2 separate regions of the Anas platyrhynchos genome follow, and region 2 is linked to region 1. Evidence: chromatin contacts called from public Hi-C data. All regions are on one chromosome and are shown on one strand. Each heading gives the region's core, a stretch centred on a gene start, on an enhancer-like site or on the middle of the called end of the contact. The rest is flanking DNA. Distances are from core to core; before and after follow the strand shown.

Region 1 (3,114 bases), core at 301-2,800:
ACTAAATGACCTTCAGGTGTCCCTTCCAACCTAGATAATTCTATATTCTATAAACTTTCAGAAAAAGCTGTTGACAAAGTTTAGCTTAAATTCCGCAGTTAGTCCATCATCCTTCAATGTTAGGTTGAAATGTTTGAATGGCTTTCAGTGAGGGCATGAGAGAAATAAGTGCAAGAACTCTGGGATGGAATTATCTGTGATGAGTTTAAAATCTTGGTAAGAGAAAAGACAGACAAGTAAACAATGTTTCTCTCTCTCTGTCAGAGAGTAGAACTGATGACTTCTTAGAAAAAAGTTTTACCTTAGATATGGAAGGAGGGATAAACAAGCATTCAATTTTGCAAAGGTGAGGTTAAAAATCACCAGCTTGTTTGGTGGAGGTGGAGGGACAAGTTAAAGAAAATAAACCAATCTGAGCACTGAAAACAAGGGACTTCTTTGGAGAACAGGAAATCTACAAAGACAATAGTTATTTAAATCATGCAAACCTTGTGATCATTGTTTCCATAACATTTGCAGTGACACATAGGTATGAGCATCTGGTCACCATAAGCAAGTCAAGTACAAAATATTAACATGTCCTCTGTGTTCACAACCTGTACTCATTTCTAGCTTTCCCTGTAGACCAAACTCTGTCATAGAAGGGATCAGGTAGTCTTGAAACAGGAAACAATTTCAAAGAAAAATAAGCTGAAAGCTGCTGATGTAGATGTTGTTTATGGTCTGGCCCCAGAAAGCAGTATTTTGGTACAGATTTGCAGAACCCTGCTAGAATGGTATTAGTTATCAGGTACTAGGTATCAGTCTGCTAAGCCTATGAGTACACTATAGAGCTGGGAGCAGTCATACTAAGCAGTAGGTGTTGGATCAAGATTTTAAACATATCTCACTCAAATATTTTTATTTCTTGAAAGAAGAAAAGAAGATTCTAGTACTTACAGAGATGAGTTATTTTTTGTGGGGAGAACTCTGCTATATTTGAGCTGAAAAATGACTAAAAATCAAGATAACATTTTTTGAGTTTAACTAAACACTTGTATGTTACCCAAACTTTTCATGAAAATGAAGGCCAGCGCTAGGTTGAGGCAAAACAGTTGCTTTCTGCCAGAAAAGTGATTACATCTAAACATTACTGGAATTGAAAACAGAAGGTTATATTAAAAACTTTCAACTGGAGTCCTGTTAGATGACACCCTCCTTGTAAATCCTGGAATCTTTTACCCGGGGTTCTTACCTGCCTGTCCTTATCTGTCTGACTTTTGTTCTTAAAACACAGTTTCTACTTTCTCTGAGTCATTTAGAATTCTGAATACTCAGAAAAACCCAGCAGAACCTCTTCTAAAATCTGTGGCAACATATCATTGTCATTTACGATGTAAGATGTAGGGACTCACCATTCTCGTAGAATTATGAGGTTTCCAGTAAGGAACCAGCCTGAAGGAAGTTCATCTTGTCCAAGAACTTATATAGAGAGGAAACATCTGATACCAGTTCTTGAGCAAACTGAACATACATGAATAACTCCAATAAGGTTTCTGCAAAATGACCTCATGCAGTGGAGATTATTAAAATAAGCCAATTATACTCAGGAAGGTTTGGTTCTGAAAGGCACTGATGAAATAGGTGTGGCTTTTGTTCCACTCCACATTTAGAAGGGAGCTATGGGAGGTACTTCAGAAGGAATTTCAAGCCTGAGAGGAATATTTAATGCACTGAAAAACCCATTAGGGACTGTGTGGTTGTGGCTGTTGCTCACACCAATATTTTCATGCTTAATTTGAACCATCTAGATTTTAAGAGACAAATTTTGAGCAATTTTTCATCTTTCTTGTTCATCAGATGCAGGAAGGCTCTTGTGGAAAAGGAGTGGTGGTTGAAAGGATTATGTGGAAAGATGGGTTTCTGTGAAGAGTAGCTGGCATCTATGAGCCCTTAAAAAAGGGTGCTAGATGACCATTTTCTTCAGTATTTACTTTTCCATCATTTAGAAGACCCAAGTGCTGAGGCCCTCTGTGTGTGCGGTAGGCAGTGTCAGGACAGACACTCTTAGTTTTTCACTATCAGTAATTTGATAGCGAAGGTGTCAAGAACAGATCTCTTTTGCTTAGTTTTGGTTTAGTTCATTCAGGTATTGCAGATTGTGTAGCTCTGATAGGAATGGGAAGGCTTCTTGTTAACAGGGCTACACAATTAGCAATACTTCAGCTATTCTGGCTGCCTAACTCTTTTGCCTCATTGTGTGGATTTGACAGTTGAGGTTAACTCCATGCTGGGGTGACTACTCCACTTCTACCCAAACTCCAGAGTTGAGAGCTCACTCAGGATGTCCATTTGAGAAAGCCAGCATTATTGCAATGCATGTCACAGTGTGACAACTCATAGGGGCAGCCTTCGCTGGCTTTCAACTTGGTAGGCTGGGTAAATTCTCATTGCAGCATGAGAAGACAGTGTTTTTGTAACTTCCCCGCTCCACCTCCCCCCTTTTTTTCTTCCAGTGTGTGTGTTTCTTTAGTTACAAGATCTTTCTTCAGGATGGGAGAAAAGACCTACAGAGTTTTCAGGTATTCTTAGGTTTGATAAAACTGCCCAGAATCAGCTTATAATTAATAAGCTGGATTTGGCAACATCGATGTATGCACTGTCCTGAAATGACTAGTACCACAGCCACATGGTTAATGCCCTTGAGCTCTAATCATTAATAAATCAACAGAACATGTTAGTCCATGAGCATAGGTACTGGAAATTTCTTTCCTGGCATCAGCAGAGTACAAATATCCACTTTAGATGTGTCACAAACATATATGAAACCAATTTCACAGTGTCATTGTGGTCTGGGATAGTTTTTCAGACGAGGTATTCCAGACCAGATGCATTGTTCTATTGAAGGAAATAAAAGACTCTGTAGGTTAACAAAAACATATATCCTGGTCCTTGGCCAAGGCCTTCTTTTGTGTTGGTTACAGTGAGGATGGAGAGAGTTCACATTCTTCCTTTCATTGTCCTGTCGCTATGTTGCCTGACCTAATTGCTTACATCTGAGATGGCTGAGGGCAGGTACTTGATTTGCTTGCCTGTACTTTGTAATTCCTACATGGTGGGTAAGTAACTATTTGA
Region 2 (3,114 bases), core at 377-2,876, 76 kb before region 1:
TCTGTGTCTTTGCCACCAAGTTCAACAAAGTGAGCTCTTCCCACACCAGTTTGTTATTGCCATGTAGCAGCTGAGTTGCCCTTTGTCCATGCTACTGTTCTCCTGCATTCTGCTGAACCTCAGAGACATGATTCTTGGGAGCAGACTTGGAGCAATATCCTAGGTCTCATGACCCAGAGCACACAGCACTGGAGGTGTACACTTTTCCCTCTGAGGGCAAAGGGGTTTGGATTTATAGACTGAGTCTTCACAGAGGGCACAGACGAACACAGCATTCAAGACATTCACTTGTAGTAAACACACATGCATTTGACAGGCTACTAAATAAAGCTAACCTTTCTTTAGAGATCATGGCTCATGCATCTTTCAGGTAAAATATTAAGTGCACTAAAGTGTTTTCTATGCTCCATTATTTCAGTATGTAGGAAGATGCTTTGAGCTGAAAACATGAGTCTTAAGATTCCTCTACGTCATCAAATATTTGGCTAACCAAAACCAATGGGAAAATGTGGTAAGCATCTGTGGCAGCTCAACCTCCTCAAAAACACAAGTGTGACTGCTTTGTGCCTCTGTTTCCTTGTATACGAGAAATTCCTTATGCAAAAGTGAACCTGACCAGAGGTAGGAGTTAGTGATGGTCAGCTTTAGAGGTCTTTTCTATTCTTCACTGAATTTCTGCTCCACCTGTTGGGCCTGCTGCCAGCTGGGAAATGCTGCAATGTCCTCAGCAGAAAGATGCTTTCACAAGATGGTTAATAAACCTTGAAAGCCATTGCCATCATGACAGTAGACTTGGGTCTATTGTGGGTCACTTGGAGCCTCCCTCTCCAGAAATGCTTACAGCCCATGTCTGAGACATTGTGAATGACAGACATCCAGCAGGACAGTCACAGAGAGTCAGGTCCATCTCCACCTGAGCTAGCAGGTGTCTTGCAGGACTCATCCTCTTCTAGGGAACAAGTGAGTGGGGAGAACAGACAGTTCCCTGCAGGCTCTGGAGCTTCCCAGCCTTCTGTCTGTTTTTGCCAACTTTAATGGTTTTTGCATTGCTGAAGTGACCCACAGGTCAAAATAGCAAATAGCTCATTTTCCTCCCTAGCACAGGAGCAAAGGAACAGGTCCTCGTCTAACCCATCTGGACCCAGCATCACCACAGGAAGAACAGGCGGGATGTTTCATGGGTGGCCTCAGTGCCTCTGGCAGGGTCTCCTGAAAGGTATATCTGGAGGGCAGGTTTCCTACATCATCCAGGAATCCCGTCCTTCTCTTTTTCCTGAGCTGTGTACGTGTGGGGGTTGTCTGCTCCCCAACAGCCTGATCTGCAGCCTGCTGGTGCCAAGGGTGGCTCTGAGGAGCTGACTGAGCACCCCTGGGTTCACCAGCTCTGCAGTGTCATTCTTGTGGGGTGGCAAAGCCAGCATCAAGTCTTTCCTGCTTTCCTGTAATGCTACCACAGGAGAAGTAGGCTTTGGCTGTTTCTCTGCCCTCCATTTTGTGCTTCATTTTCCCTTGCTGGAAGGACAGAGCCCAGCTCTTCCCGCAGGGCCTCCTCCTGCCCTGAGGGACCGGTCCCCCTGCTCCTTCTCACCCGCCTGCGGTTGGCCCCGGCCAGGCTGCCGCTGGAGGGCAGGGCTGGACAGCCGATGGCCCGCGGTGGAGCAGCCTGCTGGGAGCTCCCAGAGCAGTGCAGGAAGTCAGCGTGGCTTTTAAAGAAAAATAATAATAGTAATAATAATGTGTTTTAAGCTGGTTTTGCTCTGGAACCCCTGGTTAAACCTGCAGTTCCAGCTCCTGTACCGCCCACAAGGTGACGGTGCTCTCTGTGCCTGACCTGCCAAGGAGCAGCAACTCCCTGGCTGTAAAACCCGTGGCCACACTGCTGTCACCCTGGCTGTAAAACTCGTGGCCACAGTCCTGCCAGCTGCTGGCCCTCCTTACCCTCACCACCCACCACCAGCATTGCCCTTGAGCTGTCCCCAGCCGCCACAAGCGTGAGGCCAACACCACACGCTGGGATGGGGTTTGCATGGGCACCAAGCAGGAGCAGCCTGCTGCTGGAAGCATGTGCTCCCTGTGGTAGGTCAGGTCACACACACAGCATGAGAGAGCTGCCTTTTGACAGCAACATAAACTGGAAATGAGAGTTGTAAAAGTCTCCTGGGATAAGAGTTTTCGTTTGTTTCCTGGTTACCATCAATTTGTGATGCAATGCCGGACTTCTGTTGCTTGCATAGGAATTGCCTAAGAGTCTGCTGAGATTCACAAAGGCTATGACCAGAACAAGACATGGCTGACCCAACAAAAGCAATCCTCAAGACACCACACAGCTTTGGCAGCAATGTGGTGCTTTCCCTAGTACCCAGCATAGAAGAAGATTACTGTCTAAGCCTATCAGCTAACAGCATCTACTGTTATTTATCTTGCACCAAAGTAGATCTCTGCAACAGAAAAGGTCTCATGGCTAAGAGTTCCACTGAGGTGCAGTTCTTGGACCTGGAACTGTTCAGCATTTCTGGGGTGTTCAATAGCTGGACTGCAGCTAGGTAACTGCAGCCTGGTATTGCCACTGCTCAGTGCTGTTTCCACTGTAGGCTGAAGAAAACTTGGGGTTAACCTTGGTGCTGCCATCTTTCCTCCCCCCAGCACTTACAGACCTCTGCCACTACTGGTACCTCCTCACCTCCTTCCCAAGTCCTTGCCATGGGCAGATCGTCTTTCCCGGCTCTTCCCTTTGCCTTCCTCAGTGCTGCTCCTTTCTCAGCCATACTTCTGCACTTTGCAGCTTCCATGCAGAGCCAAGCTGGTAATACAGCGGCACTGTGCTTTCTGCAGTGCACTTTTTATATAGCCATATTCACTGGTGAGCTGTGACCTGCTTGCTCTATCCCTGTCAAAGAGACACAAATCAGCCCTGAAATGTGTGCTGACTAAAATCCTCCAGGCAGAAGAACCCTGACCATCAGTGTACTTCTGTTCTTGCATCTAACTGAGCTGGTTCATGAGCTGCTGCTGATTCAATGTCTGAAACATCCAGCCCTCATTTATCACTTTTGTGACAAAAATTAGTGCTGAAAATAACTCACAGTTTGGGGCACAATGTAGTCTGTTGAGGCA

What was found. Hi-C and Micro-C count contacts between places; a contact is called where the count stands out from the background.
Region 2: a contact with region 1 is called in a Hi-C map of liver, with 1.7 times the contacts expected there. The contact joins the enhancer-like site here to the promoter of LOC101795347 in region 1. A contact is called at or near these places in 2 of 8 Hi-C or Micro-C datasets (liver and skeletal muscle).

What each region holds. Positions count from the first base shown.
Region 1 is chr6:21,788,729-21,791,842 of IASCAAS_PekinDuck_T2T, reverse strand. It overlaps LOC101795347 (beta-microseminoprotein), which reads right to left and starts at 1,550. Exons shown (of 4, transcript XM_005022212.6): 1 at 1,395-1,550. The coding sequence starts at 1,397.
Region 2 is chr6:21,864,628-21,867,741 of IASCAAS_PekinDuck_T2T, reverse strand. No RefSeq gene overlaps it. Among named protein-coding and RNA genes, the nearest start is that of NPY4R2, 56 kb to the right of the region's middle. Within about 2 kb of position 1,626, at least 2 of the 8 cell types and tissues checked have an H3K27ac peak or open chromatin away from gene starts, as enhancers often do.